2 separate regions of the Mus musculus genome follow, and region 2 is linked to region 1. Evidence: chromatin contacts called from public promoter capture Hi-C data. All regions are on one chromosome and are shown on one strand. Each heading gives the region's core, a stretch centred on a gene start, on an enhancer-like site or on the middle of the called end of the contact. The rest is flanking DNA. Distances are from core to core; before and after follow the strand shown. Region 1 holds the start of Cept1 (choline/ethanolaminephosphotransferase 1). Region 2 holds the start of Prpf38b (PRP38 pre-mRNA processing factor 38 (yeast) domain containing B).

What was found. Promoter capture Hi-C pulls out the DNA fragments that hold promoters and counts their contacts.
Region 2: a contact with region 1 is called in a promoter capture Hi-C map of pre-B cells, with 2.7 times the contacts expected there. The contact joins the promoter of Prpf38b here to the promoter of Cept1 in region 1. A contact is called at or near these places in 2 of 39 promoter capture datasets (liver and pre-B cells).

The regions. Positions count from the first base shown.
Region 1 is chr3:106,546,125-106,549,484 of GRCm38.p6, reverse strand. Cept1 (choline/ethanolaminephosphotransferase 1) reads left to right here and starts at 1,683. Exons shown (of 9, transcript NM_133869.4): 1 at 1,683-1,805. It overlaps Dram2 (DNA-damage regulated autophagy modulator 2), which reads right to left and starts at 1,687. Exons shown (of 9, transcript NM_026013.3): 1 at 1,565-1,687.
Region 2 is chr3:108,909,707-108,913,504 of GRCm38.p6, reverse strand. It overlaps Prpf38b (PRP38 pre-mRNA processing factor 38 (yeast) domain containing B), which reads left to right and starts at 1,776. Exons shown (of 6, transcript NM_025845.3): 1 at 1,776-2,341. The coding sequence starts at 2,063.

The DNA of each region.
Region 1 (3,360 bases), core at 434-2,933:
TATTCTATGTGAAATATAAGTATAAAATACTATAACAATTCATAAATTGCAGTCATAACTACCCATACATGGCTGCATATAATTTTTTTGAGGTATTAAATACTTGTATGTGTTTAGGCTTTGAAGATTCTAGCTGTTTAAACTGACTGCTTAGAAGCAAGGCAGGGCTTAAAATATTGTTAAGAGTCTTTCGGAGACAAGTGAGAAACCAAAGTAGACAGGAAGAGTAACATGGAAGACTAACAACTGTCCAGTGCCTTCCCCTCCAAAAAGGAAACGTGAGAGCAGTCTCAGACCAACAGGATTACGAGTGTAATGTTTAACTATTTTATGGGTCAAAGCATTCAAGAACCCTTTTAAAGAGTGTTTGCATAGCAAACAAGAGGCCTTAAGTTCAATTTCCAGAACCAAAAAAGAAAGCTTTAAGATGACTTAAAAATATATAAGAAAACTTCACACAACAGTAAGGATATTTAACAAATTTTTTTGCATCTCTTACCCATCTCCTCTGCTTACTTTGAAGCTCCATGAGTCAGAAATCCAGTTACATTTTTTATTTTCATAAGCATTTAAAAGCCACTGGTAATAAAAAGAACCTTTTTAATGTTGTCTCTTCTAAGTGGTAATAACTAAAGAATAACAAAAGTGTAAACTCTGGATGTTCCAAGTGAATGAACAGGTGGCCCCAGGTTTTTTTCAGAGGCGAATAGAAATATCAGGCCACAAACAAAGCATAACAAGGACTATTTTCCTAAATTCTAATATGGCCTCTTGACAAATGTAACATTTTCCAATGGCTAATCTCAAAGCATCTAGTTTCACTGCCAATAAATTAAAATTTGATAACGCAGCCCCGATAGATTAAAAAAATGTTGCATTCGGTATGTAAATTAAAATTGGGAAAGCTGGAAAACTTATTCCTGTCTCAGTGCTTTACAAAGGAAAGCAGCTGTTAGGATTCCCAGGACTTGTGATTTCCTTTCAACTAGGGACCACTCCCTTTGAAACACAATCATGGGGTGGAGACAGAGCTCTGTGTAAACACAAGGTCACCACTGGTCTCAGTTTTGAACTTCCTCAGCCCCAACCAAGTAGAAATAAGGGCACAGGGATGACAAAGGGTATTAGGGCAAAGGTTTCCTTAGTTGATTCAACAAAAGCAACCCCTTGCACACACACTCCTAAGTCTTGTAGTACAAGAGTTTCACTGTCCCTGGCACCAGAAAAATATAAGGGACACCATGCTTGGCACGACGCATCGCTTGGGATGAAGTGGTGGTAGAGGTACTAAAGAAGAGAAAAAGTAGGACGCGGAGACCTCAGCCTAGTTGTCATCTCCCGTGATTCGTGGGTTCCCGGAGCTGGCTCGCGACTCTAGTCGTGGGTGTCACGAAGTTCACGGAACCAGGTGAAGCTACCGAGGTTCGCGTGGCTCGCGCGCCCGTGGGACCAAGGGGGCTCGCGTTGTGCCCTCGCTCTTGGCTTGCGAACCACACTTCGACACAGCACCCAAGTAGAAAACCTGCCGAGCGCCAGGCCAGGCACTTTTCCCCCTCCCACTCACCTTCTTTCCTGTCCCCGACCAGCCAGCTCCAGCCTCAAAGTGCAGAACAGGCCCACTGTAGGAGCCTGGGCGGAGCCCCGGGGCGCGCTCCCGAGTAGCTCGGAGGCGCGCCTCAACCTTTTCTGAGTCCCCCCTCTTTACGGCAATCGTGAAAGTGTCGTGAACGTGCTGCCGCCTATCAGTCACTCAGTCGCCTGGAGTCGGAGTTGCTATTTCTAGGCTTGTGCTTGTTGGGTTCGGGGTAAGGCTGCGGGGGCCCGGCCTAGGGAAGGGGCGGGGATGTTGCGGACGTGGCGGGGCGGTTTTGTCCCGGGAGGAGCGGAGCGAGGGCCGGAGGCTCTGGGCTAGACAGAACTGGGTAGCTGCGGACGGACTAGCTGAAGGGGAACGCCGTCCTTGCTGGCGCTGGGTGGCCTCGCGCGCGGGGTTGTGGGCACGGCGAGGGGCGACGGCCAGTCCCGAAGGCTCCGGAGTCGGAGGTGGAGGGGCGCCTGCGCGGTATGCGAGCCGTGGTCGTGGGAGGGAGCACCCCAGGCTAACCCCCGGTGAGCCGAGGGCTGGGGCGCTGGCTTCGCGGAACCGACCTTGTCTGGCGGGTCCACACCCTCCTGGCCCGGTGTTGCCAAGTCCAAGAACCGTGCAGCATCCTGTGCGGTCTTTGCTGTCCTTTTGGGAGGCGGTTAGTGATGTTTCCTGGCTCGGGCCACGCTTCTTGTTGGGCAACTTTTCTAGAAATTTCAACCCATATTGACAGGCTCAGAGATTGCCAGCTAGAGTTTTATTTCAGTCGCGTTCTTAGAAGGAGATTGCTGGGGTTTTTGCCTGTGTTCCCAGGAATGCTTGGCTGAACCTCAAGCTTTACATTTTACCGAGTTTGAGTTTTCCAGTTTGATGCTTGGCATTTTGATACCAGTTTTTACCAATGTTGTATCATTGCTGTTGAATATATGGCATTGCTAAAACTCTAACTCACCAGGCAACGTCTATTGCAGCAGGAGGCAAATTCATAGTCAGTTTTCAACGAGTATAGGAACTTTGTAAGTTGTTAGAATATTTCCTTTCTACTTTACAACTGTCAGGAATGTGTTCAGAATGTGTGTTGAATTGACTGGCTCAAACACAAGGAAACTGTATAAGACATTTGGAGCATTACCAATTTAAAACTATTGGCATTCGATGAGATTTGAAGCTTCAAAATCATTTTGCTACATATTTAGCCTATGCTGAGAATAACTGAAGTCCCTGTACAGCTGGTCATAAAGACACAACCCTTCCTTTTAAGAAACGAAGTAGGTAAATCTGACTCTCACATTACCAATTACATTTTATTGCATAGCACTTTCTTTTCTAAACTACATTTTGCTTTCTTCTTCTTCTTCTTCTTCTTCTTCTTCTTCTTCTTCTTCTTCTTCTTCTTTTCTTCTTTTCTTCTTTTTTTTATGGTTGGTTGGGTTTTTTTTCTAGACAAAGTTTCACTATGTATCCTTGGCTGTTCTGGTACTTGCTGTGTAGACCAGATCCGCACCAACTCAGGGATCCCCCTGCTTCTCTCTACCTTCTTAGTGCTGGAATCACAGGTGTGCACCACCACCCAGCTATATTTTGCTCTTTAAACTGGCTAGAAATGCTGGTGGTGCTCATTTTGAGGGCCATGCAGTGCTGTTTTTAAGAGAATATAAAAAAGAATACAGCTCTAGGCTTTTGGTCCCTCCTCCTCTGAAGTTATTTCCCCCTTTAAGGAACACACAATTTCACTTCAGCAAAACACCAGATCTAAGCAGTACTGTCTGCTTCTG
Region 2 (3,798 bases), core at 527-3,026, 2.4 Mb before region 1:
TGTGCTGCTGAAACTAAGATCTGCTCGGAAACTTCCGAACCCAAAAGTTTCCAGGAAAGGACGACAGTATGCGACCAACGATTGGAGTTTGGCGATTCGCACGGCAGGCTGCTCACCTCATGGCATTCAGGAGCAGAGGAGCACTAATGGAATTATTCTGGCCATTGCTGAAGAATGGACTGAAGCCAGAAATAATGCAAGCAATACAAAGTAGACGTCAAGGTCATATTTAAAATTATGCATATGAACTATTTTTCTTTTTTCCAGTGATAGGGCTGAAACTCTTGCTTGCTAATGAAGTCTCTACCTTTGAGGAACATCCTCAGCCCCTAATGCTCATATCCATGAATGAGCACAGGAAAACACGTTTCTGTTGGGATTAAACCAACGTTGCCCATGCTAGCTAGGCACCTCGTCTACCATTAAACTACACCAATAGCCTGATTTTTTTTTAAGTCAGATTATTATACCAGTCTAGTCTTGGCCTCTTGATTGTTCTGCCTCAGTCTCTGGAATGTAAATTTCCTTTCAGACGTAGCCATCAAAACCAACCTAGCCTGATTTAAATACACACACACTATAAGGATGTGGGGTAGCCTTTGGTAAGCATTAAGTTCCTAATGTTTCATCCACACATTACAGACATTTTATTGCCACTACTCCCCACGAAGCACAGCTCCCAGCTTCTTGCCAACTGTGCTATTTTCCATCTCTAAGCCTGATTTTGCTTTCTATGCTTAAGCCATTCTTTGCTCAAATCAGGCTTATTAGATGGTAAATAGTAGATGATGGTCAAAGGCTCCAGCAGCCTCTTAACTCTCAAACACTATTAATCTTAAATTATTAGTACCTTTGAGAACAGATACCCTGATTACTTTCCCACCTTTTCTCCATCTCCATTCCTCACTCCCTTTTCTAAGGCCTAGCCCAGTGCAGCGGTACCATAGAACTAGCATCTCACTACATGTGGTAGCTCAGGACCCAAAATCCCAGTATCTCGAAGGCTGTGGCGTAAAGATTGTCTTGTGTTTGAGGCCAGCCTGAGCTACATGCTAGCCTCAGCTATAGTGTGAGACCCTAATTGAAAATTAAAAAAAAAAAAAAAAAAAAAAAAAAGGTGAGTCAATGGAAGCACTCCACGTAGGGTAGCAGATTTTATGTTTTTTGTTATTTTGAGATTGGATGTCTATGGAACTTGGCTTCAGAATCACAGACCCGTCTGCCCCTTCCTCCCCAGCACTGGAAATAAAGCGGGCGCCACCACACCCAGTTGAGAGTACTTTCTTTAAAGCTCACAACCCAGTTAAAATATTATCCTAATCTTAGGAGAAAAAAAATTTGGGGCCGTCTACGACTTCCGGTAGGACACTATTACCTCTGCGAAAGCCTCAAGGACTCTATCGGAGTCAATTCCCTGACTCTAGTCCTTTCTGGAGAATCTAACAAAATTAACTCATGAGACTTCGACCGCTCCGCAGGAGCAGTCACGCATCCGTCCAGAACACAAGTGTCACGAGACCCTCTTCCTGCCTCGAGAAAAATCAAGCAACGGATGCAAACTCTAAAACATAGCAACTGTGTCCAGACCCCCTTCCCCCTGGGCCAAAGTCCCAGGAGGAAGCCACCAGCCCGGCACACAGACCACCGGAGCCGAGCCAACACGCAACGACCTCGCGCAACCAGGAAGAGGAATAGCCTGCACACACGGGCGGCTCTGATTGGCCACGGCCTTAGCTCGAACGCCCGGGCGTATGGCGTCACTTCCGCTGGCCCCGCCATCTTGTTCCCAGGGGCAGTTGGCGGAAGAGATCGAGCTCCTCTGCTGCCCGTTCTGCTTTGCGTCCGGAGTTCTCCCCGCCTCGTTTTTGGCGTCCGTCTCGGGCCCGGGCTCCCGTGTGTCGGCGTCCCAGTTGCAGTTTCCCGCTCGGCTGGGGCACAACGCGGCGGGCTCCTTGCCCCGACGGCCTTCCATGGAGTAGGTCCGGGACCGTTGTCCCGAAGAGCGCGATCGAGCTTGGCCTCCCTCCTCCCGCCCGCCCTCCTTCCTTCCTGCCGCGGCACCATGGCCAACAACAGCCCCGCGCTGACCGGCAACTCGCAACCGCAGCACCAGGCGGCCGCGGCCGTGACCCAGCAGCAGCAGCAATGTGGCGGCGGCGGCGGCGCCACCAAGCCGGCGGTGTCGGGCAAGCAGGGCAATGTGCTGCCGCTGTGGGGCAACGAGAAGACCATGAACCTCAACCCCATGATCCTCACCAACATCCTGTCGTCGCCTTACTTCAAAGTGCAGCTCTACGAGCTCAAGACCTACCACGAGGTGGTGGACGAGATCTACTTTAAGGTACGCATCCTCTAGGCCGCGTGTCGGGGGTAAGTTCGCCAGAGCGGGGTGTCGGATACCGTGGATGCACCCCCTTTCCCTCCCTCCTGAGACCCGCGGATTTGGGGGAGGGGGAAAGTTGGCGGAGGGAGAAGTGAAGCTTGGGGCTGGTTTGGGACGGGTCGGGCTAGGGCCGCCCTCTTTTTTTCCTTTTCAGGTTTTGTTTTTTTTGTTTTGTTTTAATAGCCGGGCGAGCCCGCCACAATCGATCTTTAACCTACCCCAACCTCCTGCCTATCCCTAGGGAGCTGTTGGGCAAGAACTCTAGGGGAGAGGAGAAAAGTAATACCAGAAGCCTGTCCAAGTTCACCATTTTTTAAAAAAATGACTCCTTTTTACCTGTGTCGACTAAGCACTAACTCGGTGCTTCTGCCGCTGCCCCCCGGGCCAGCGGAATTACTGAAGTAATTACTTCAATGTCGGCCTCGTGCTCTTCGTTAAGCTCTCCAATCCCGACAGAAATTGGCCAGTGAGTGTGTCGGGTGGGCCGGGAGGGTTGAGGGTGGCGTGGAGTGCCAGGGCAAAAGAGGTGTACAGAAGGCCTGGAAATTTTTCCCAGCAGGAAGTCAGGAGTCGAAGGTGTCAGCCACCTGTGCGTTGGGCATAATTAGAATGCTCTGGGCCCTGGGCTTCTTTCTGCGGCAGGGTCGGTGCTGGCTTGGCTGTGCTGGGGAGCTCACCTGGCGCCTCCTCACTGCACTCTTGTCTCAGTTCTTGTTTCGTTAGCAGGATTGACTCAGTCTTGCAGCGAGGCTCGGAGCAGCCCAGGGTCGCAGGTAGAGGTATGCACTATTAATCATGCTCAATCGCCAATAAATGCATTTCCCTGGTTAAATGAATGGCTAATTAGGTTTATTTTTACCGGTTTGGTGTTGGGCCATTGATTTTGGTCTCACTAACTAGAGTCTCCACTTCCCTACAAATTAGGTAGTTTAAAAAATAACCTTCCAGGCCTCCGAGGTTAATTTATATTTTAATGAGTATTAATAGTCTTCATGTCTTCAAGCATTTTCGCTAGAGCATGTAAAGTAAAACACATCCAATTTTTCTTGTCTTGACATACACGTGGAGATGTTAACGAAAAGAGATTCTGTATATTTTACCTACTTTTCTCCCAGCCACTTGTTCAGGTTAATGAGAGATTTTTGAGGTACTAATTGCTTTTTATAGACAAACCTTTTAACTTTGTATATATAAAATATACACGTACTCTTGGTGTTCTTTTACAAAAGCTATTAAGTAGGTGTAACTAATACTATGAAGTAGTTTTTTTAAACTAGCTTTTAAAAGGTAAGGCCTTTTCAGTGTGGATGCAGCATGGTGAGTGATGATTGTGGATGCAGTTAACTTTGAAAATTTGGGTCCCTGTACCTTTGTGACAGGTTGTTTTAAAATAGAGACTAATATTTCAACTTAAT